Linked DNA regions of Mus musculus: region 1 is linked to region 2. The links are chromatin contacts, called in public Hi-C maps. All regions are on one chromosome and are shown on one strand. The core of a region is the stretch at or near the end of the contact, and the rest is flanking DNA. Distances in the headings are between cores, read along the strand shown. Region 1 has its middle 47 kb from the start of Gm34044. Region 2 has its middle 14 kb from the start of Gm40748.

Evidence for each region. A called contact is a pair of places that touch in the nucleus more often than the background predicts.
Region 1: a contact with region 2 is called in a Hi-C map of bone marrow-derived macrophages, with 9 read pairs. The contact joins two enhancer-like sites. A contact is called at or near these places in 1 of 484 Hi-C or Micro-C datasets (bone marrow-derived macrophages), 2 of 115 datasets of contacts at active chromatin or transcription factors (embryonic basal ganglia and embryonic stem cells) and 1 of 9 other capture datasets (embryonic stem cells).

The regions. Positions count from the first base shown.
Region 1 is chr10:97,281,555-97,284,874 of GRCm38.p6, reverse strand. No RefSeq gene overlaps it. Among named protein-coding and RNA genes, the nearest start is that of Gm34044, 47 kb to the right of the region's middle. Within about 2 kb of position 1,889, at least 11 of the 459 cell types and tissues checked have an H3K27ac peak or open chromatin away from gene starts, as enhancers often do. A contact at or near this core is called in bone marrow-derived macrophages, where this site is marked.
Region 2 is chr10:96,293,009-96,296,330 of GRCm38.p6, reverse strand. No RefSeq gene overlaps it. Among named protein-coding and RNA genes, the nearest start is that of Gm40748, 14 kb to the left of the region's middle. Within about 2 kb of position 1,395, at least 36 of the 459 cell types and tissues checked have an H3K27ac peak or open chromatin away from gene starts, as enhancers often do. A contact at or near this core is called in bone marrow-derived macrophages, where this site is marked.

The DNA of each region.
Region 1 (3,320 bases), core at 640-3,139, 990 kb before region 2:
AGCTGTAAGTGTGGAAATATTCAGGAATTGTCCAGGTCTCACATTGAAGAATAATATGATATAATGCCTAGTATACATGTTCATATTGATTTATTTTTCCCTCTCCTCCCTCTACTCCTTCCTCTTGTTCCCTTCCCTCTCTCACTCTCCTTTCTTTCTTTCACTTGTTTTTGTCTTGGGAGACAAGAGCCTTCCTGCCCAGGCTGCCTGGACCTCACTATGTGCCCAACCTGCCTTTATGTTTCTGGCAGCCTTCATGCTCTGGGTCTCTAACTTCTGGAATTACAGCAACGTGCCCCATTGCTGCTTTATTCTTCATTGATACCTATGTCACATATAAAAAAACAATAATATCCTGTTTCAGGGTGCTGGGGTGTGTGGCTGGCTGTGTATAAGTGTCCTCTTCTAGGCTTTGTTTGGTAATGAAAAATAAAACAGCATTTTATTTTTTAAAAAAAATCACCATTTGAACCACAGTAAAAGTTTAGCAGATCAGTGTTACATATGTGCTCTGTATGAACCTTACTAGGAGTCACATGACCTTGTTTTGTGGAAAGGACACAGTAATAATTTTGGCTTATCACTAGTAGTCAGAGTCAACAGAAGAAATGTCCTTGGAATGCTCACCTGTGCTCATATCTGCTGCCCCAGCCTCAGAGACAACCAAGGAAGAAGGTATTGAAAGGCTTTAAGAACCAGAGGTCAGAGAGGCACCTTGAGAAGCAGTATCTTCTGGATATAACTGGACCACTGTATTCATGAGCTCACAGAAGCCATGGTTGTCTGCATGAGACCTTCACAAGATCAAACCAGTCAGCATGGAGTAGGAGGGGTTTCATGAACCCCAGTGATAACTGAGGATATATGGACAATTGATGGTTCTTTTGGGGGAAAGATCACTTAAGGAAACAAAGTATAAACCCTAGTAGGGTGACCACACTCCAGTGGATGTCCCTATCCCTGGAATTTCATGGACAGCACAAATTGGAGCTAATGGGTAGTTTTTTTTTGGGGGGGGGCACAAAAACATGACGTTGGGGGTGGATCTGGGTAGAGTTAAGAAGAGGAGTTGGTGGTGAATATTGTTAAAGTATATTCTATGACCATTCTCAAAGAATTAATAAAAAGGCTTATACTAAAAATAGCTTATGTTTTGCCTTTCAGATGGTGGCTATCCTTGTAAAACAAAACCAGGCATGTGCAATATGGACATGAATGGGTTTGCTTATGTCTATAAAACTTTATTTATGAAAGCAGCTAATAGCTGCTCTCAGCCAGCAGGCCTCAGTGTCCTGACCATGATTCTAGATTTCATTATGAAAACATGCATAGGAACATGTTCTAACTGTCCAGGACTTACTGGTCAGGTCACAGTCCTGAAAGGTACCCATGTAGCATGGCTTCATCACTTATGTTCCTGAGAGCTAATTATTTGGCCCAGTCATAACATTTAATAACCTTCTTCTGTGACTTCTGTGTGTCCCCTGCCCCCAAATGCAGTAAGTATACTCTGGGCGGGAAACAAAAGATGCAGCTACTGTCCTGTGTTTCCCTGGAAGCCTGTGGAGTGGCATTGCTTTTGCCAGGAGTGGTCCTTCCGAGAAAGCTGTCTCTGAACAAGTTTGGGCAACAATTTCATTGAGGATGAAAGAGTTACTTCTGTCAAATTCAACACGCACTCCAGTTTCATTATTTTAGGACATAAAATTGTTTAGTGATTAACTTTGTTTATACTTGGCAAAGCATCACTTCCTTTTCTGAGGAGGAAAAGAGACAAAAAAGCTCATAAAAAATTTTTCAAAAAGCTTTCTACTTCAAACAGCTCTTACAAAACTGCATTTGGATGAGTCAAGTGTGGGGGAGTCAAAACCATATGGATTCTTCCCCTTTTAAAATAAACACTGACTTTCAAATTGAAGGAAATTTTCTTACAAAAGTAGACTTTAGCTTCCATAGACTATAAATAGTGAAAAAAAAGCAACTTCCCGAAATTTGATAGACCCAAATCACAGCTGGGTTTCTCATTCTTAATAATTGTGTTTTCACTGTATATCATTTAAAAACAAACAGCTCTAGGAGTGGCCCACATTCGGCTATTTTTAAGGGCATGGAGATTTTCATTTATCTCTCAAGTAATTTTTTCCCAAATCTTGAATTTGAGATAAGTTGCATTGTTACATTCGAAAAGACATAGGGTTAACCACTTGCCAGTCATTGTATTTCAGAGTCAGCTTGAGGTTAGTCTGGACTTCATAAGTGGATCCTGTCACAAAAGGAAGGAGGGTTCAAGGAAGGAGACAGAGACAGATAGGGAAGAAGATGAATACAGAGGAGAAGAAGGAAGTATTTGGGTGACAGCAAAAGAGGAGGAAAGAACAAAGTAAGGAGAGAAGTCAGGAAGGAAAGAGGAAGGGAGGGAAGGAAAGAAGGAGGGAGGGAGGGAGGGGAGGAAGGAAGGAATGAAGGAGATGGAAAGTGAGCTATGTCTGTAAACTTATTGTTTAAGATTGATTGATATAAGACACATTGTTTAAGATTGTTTGTGTGCATGTATGTGAACCCTGTTGAATATCTGTGTACTGCTTTTGTATAGAAGACCATGGGAGTCAGAGGAAGGCATTAAATTTCCTGGAACTGGAGATACAGGGTGTTATGAGTGACCATGTGGGTGCTAGGAACTGAACCTTGAGTCCTTAATGAAAACAGCCAGTGCTTGCTTCTAATCACTGAATGATCACCCGGTCTCTGTCTGTACATACTTCTGATACAATGATAATTCCTGGTTAGATTATCATCTATTATTACATTTTATCTACATTTTCATTAATAATCTAAGCAATAAAAAATTAGCACCCTTATTTAGGTAGATTAAGTGACCTACTTGGATGGCTATGAATATTATCATCAAATAATGCAAACAAAATTTTCATAATCTCAGTCTTTAAACAAATCAAGTCAACTAGACTTCCATTTGTTCCTTAATTCCTTTGTTAACACCAGAAATTCTAAAATACAGAGGCATTTTCTTGAAAGGACCCAGATATAGCTGTCTCTTGTGAGACTATGCCAGGGCCTAGCAAACACAGAAGGGGATGCTCACAGTCAGCTATTGGATGGATCACAGGGCCCACAATGGAGGAGCTAGAGAAAGTAACCAAGGAGCTAAAGGGATCTGCAACCCTATAGGTGGAACAACAATATGAACTAACCAGTACCCCCCCCCCCCCCGGAGCTTGTGTCTCTAGCTGCATATGTATCAAAAGATGGCCTAGTCGGCCATCAGTGGAAAGAGAGGCCCATTGGTCATGCAAACTTTATAT
Region 2 (3,322 bases), core at 146-2,645:
TTTAGGGACTGAAAAGTAGTATTTAGTTTCTAGAGCTCAGAATTATACGTTTTTCAATGTAAAGAATTCAATCCAGTTCAGGAAAGGACAGACCCAGATGAAAAGGGCTTTCTACCAGTACGAGGCACTGGAAAGCCAAGACCAAATGAGTAGAATGGATTCTAGAGGGAGCTGATCACCAGATGCACTAGGGATACACTCTGAAGACACAGCCTCTGCATCTTTATCTACCTCTGGCAAACCAGATGCTCTGAACAGAAACTACAACACCAAGTGTTTGTTTGCAGTGGGCAGTGGTCTTGTTTGATCAGACTGACTATAGGGAACTGTTACAGCTGACCACAGATACTGAGTGATTATTGGACAGCCGTATCCCAAGATCTACCATGATGGTTAGAAGGCCTGAAAAAGGCTGAGATTGCCCAATGAGTAAATGGGGCTTAGAGAAAAATACCTTAAACACACACACACACACACACACACACACACACACACACACACACAATTGTCTGGTGATTTGGTATCCTGAGAACAACCCTTTATTTGGTTGGACACAGGCACTTGTTAAATATCAGGTGCAAAATTTTGATGCATGTAAGCCTAACTAAAATAAGACCCAAAGAATAATAATAATTAGCTAAGCAAAGCACTGGAGGGATGAATGGCTCAGTGGTTAAGAGCCCTGGCTACTCTTGCAGAAGCCCTCCCAGCACCCACATCAGGCAGCTAATCAACCATGTGTAACTTCAGTTCCTAGAGACCTGACACCTTCTTCTGGCTTTTCAGGTACCTACATACTCTTGGTACATACACACATACAATCATGAACACACACATACCTAAAGTTTTAAAAAGAAAGTTTAAAAACCAAAGTACTATAATCAGGTAGACATTTGAAGTCTGGGCTCCAATAGATTAACATGATTGATTAACATTCCTACATTCTCCAGCCCAATCTATTCACTGTTCTGGATGCTGGGGACATCTCTGGGGACCCTTGGGCCACAGAAATGAAGGGACATTTAACAATCTCAGTCCCTGTTGGCAAACTGTACACAGCTAAGATACAAAACAGAGAATGTTTCCTACAAAGCTGGAAAACTGTAGGGCTGAGAGAAGCGCAACTCTAATCTATCTACCTGATAACAGAACTCATGCTACTGCAGTGTGTCAGGGGCAGAACCTGAGTCCCGGCAACCCACCAAGGTCAGCTCAGCCACCCCTCTTCAATAGGCCAATTAAAAAGACAAAACTGAAAGGTATAGAAAGATTTATTTAATCTGGCCACATGAAGAAGACTACATAAAGAGATGCAGTGACCACCCCCCCTAAGTCTGTCTTAGTTTTAAAGAGAAGGCAAGAGGCATGCTTAACCAAGCAGTCCTGAGCAGGGTGTGGTCCACCCATCCTTAATCACTCGCTCACTGTCTCAGCTCTAGTCTCTGGCAATGTGGTCTGACCAGTTGCCAGAACAGTGTGAAATCTCTTCCTGGAAGTCAAGTTCCTCTTCTGGTTGAAACCAGGATTTACTTTCAATTTGGGCCAGCATGAGGGTCCCAGAGGATTTCCAGTCATGAGGACTATTGTTGGAATAGTCGGAGAGCCAAAGAGGGAACCCAAGTGACCCTCTCTGTGCAGAATACCTTTGCTTCTGTGATGATGGGTAGGGTTTGCAGTCTTATATTCTAGCCTCCAACAAAAAGTATGATACACTTCTCTCGCAGTGTTCTGGAAAGACAGATCTGTCATGGCAGGACAGGAGCGAAGAGCTGAGGGGATACATGGATATCTTTGAGGGCAAAATGTGTAGCAGAATGTTGAACATTAAGGAGCTGAGGCAAGGAAATGGTATCTGACTTCTTAGATTTCCCCTCCCCCCTTCTAGTACCTGCCTCTGCATCACTAATATAAAATAGTATGTATCAAAGGATTCTTGGATCAAGACAAGCAATTCCCAAGAGCCTCTAATAGGTTCTTTTCTTGGAGCTGTTTACATTCTGGGAAATGTAATGGATCTGACCTAAACGCATTAAAAAAAAGAAAACACACCCCTCTCTTTTCTACTCCAACCCTGTTGACTTGTTTTGATTTCAGAATACATCATACTTATTCCAGACTAGAAGGATATTTTTCTCTTTCTTGTATGCTATGATAGAATTTTTCTCTGTGCATTTCCTTTATCCTGACTTTAGTTGTCACCAGTATTACTAAATGCATAAATCACCCCTCCCTTCATAGTTGAAAAAGAGCTCACATTAAGCATCCCTTTATGTCCACCCACGAGACACTGATCATATTTGTAATTAGTTTTAAGCTACAAGGGGGCAAGCTTCATGTCTACTATGCTCAGTTTTGAAACTGAAGAGGTTTCCACAGGGAGGGACATCTGGGGGGGGGGGGGGCGTGAATGGCAGTGTGTGGTTCGCTAGCATTATACTGAGACGTTCTCCTGATTGAGAATCAGCCGAATTCGATTCTCTAAGTTTGCAACCTGGCACAGTGCCAAGAAGACAGACTGTATTCAATAACCTTCCTTAAACATACTAAGGCTTGTGTTTATCTGTGTGTTTGTTTAGTCTTGTCAGGGAAACAGAAAGCACGGGATGGAAATTTACAAGAAGAGTAGATGTTGGAAATAGTATGAAAATAGATTTGTTCTTTCTTGTTATTAGAACACAGACATTCGATAACCCCAAAAACACAAGTAAGCCATAATAAGAGGGGGGCATTTAATACAACTCAAGCATTCCAGATGGCTGAAATATTTTTTTAAAAAATAGAAAATGATAATAAATGAGATAATAGCTTAAAAAGCCAGTTTTCAAGTGGGTAAGAGTCCCTTGCAAATGCTGGTTCTGGCACAGCTTTTTAACAATGAACCTGAGCAGTCACTGAGTGATGGCGATCTAGTGATTCACCATTTCTAAGGGCAAAGGTGACCCCACAGCAGCCCAGCTCAGACTCACCTCACTGACCTGACTTGCTATGAATACATAAGAGATCCAAATATTCCTGGCCCAAGCCTCTCTTTCTCCTGAGGCCAGCATCTGCTCTCCAATTGCTCAATGTTTCACGCTTCCACTGATGGTCTGCAGAAGCCAAGTGCATCTTCCACATATTATCAACTGACAATTTGACAAACAGCACATTGACAAATATGTGATAAGTTGTTTTGGTAGGTAACAGGTCCAGTATAAAGGGGAAAGGCGCCTACTTCTCTGAGGCAGGTAGAAATATGTCTTCTGTTACTTCTCGACCTTCCCATCCTACAAAGCTAATCACAAGGGAAGGGTGATCATAAGAGAAATGCCATGGTGGCCTA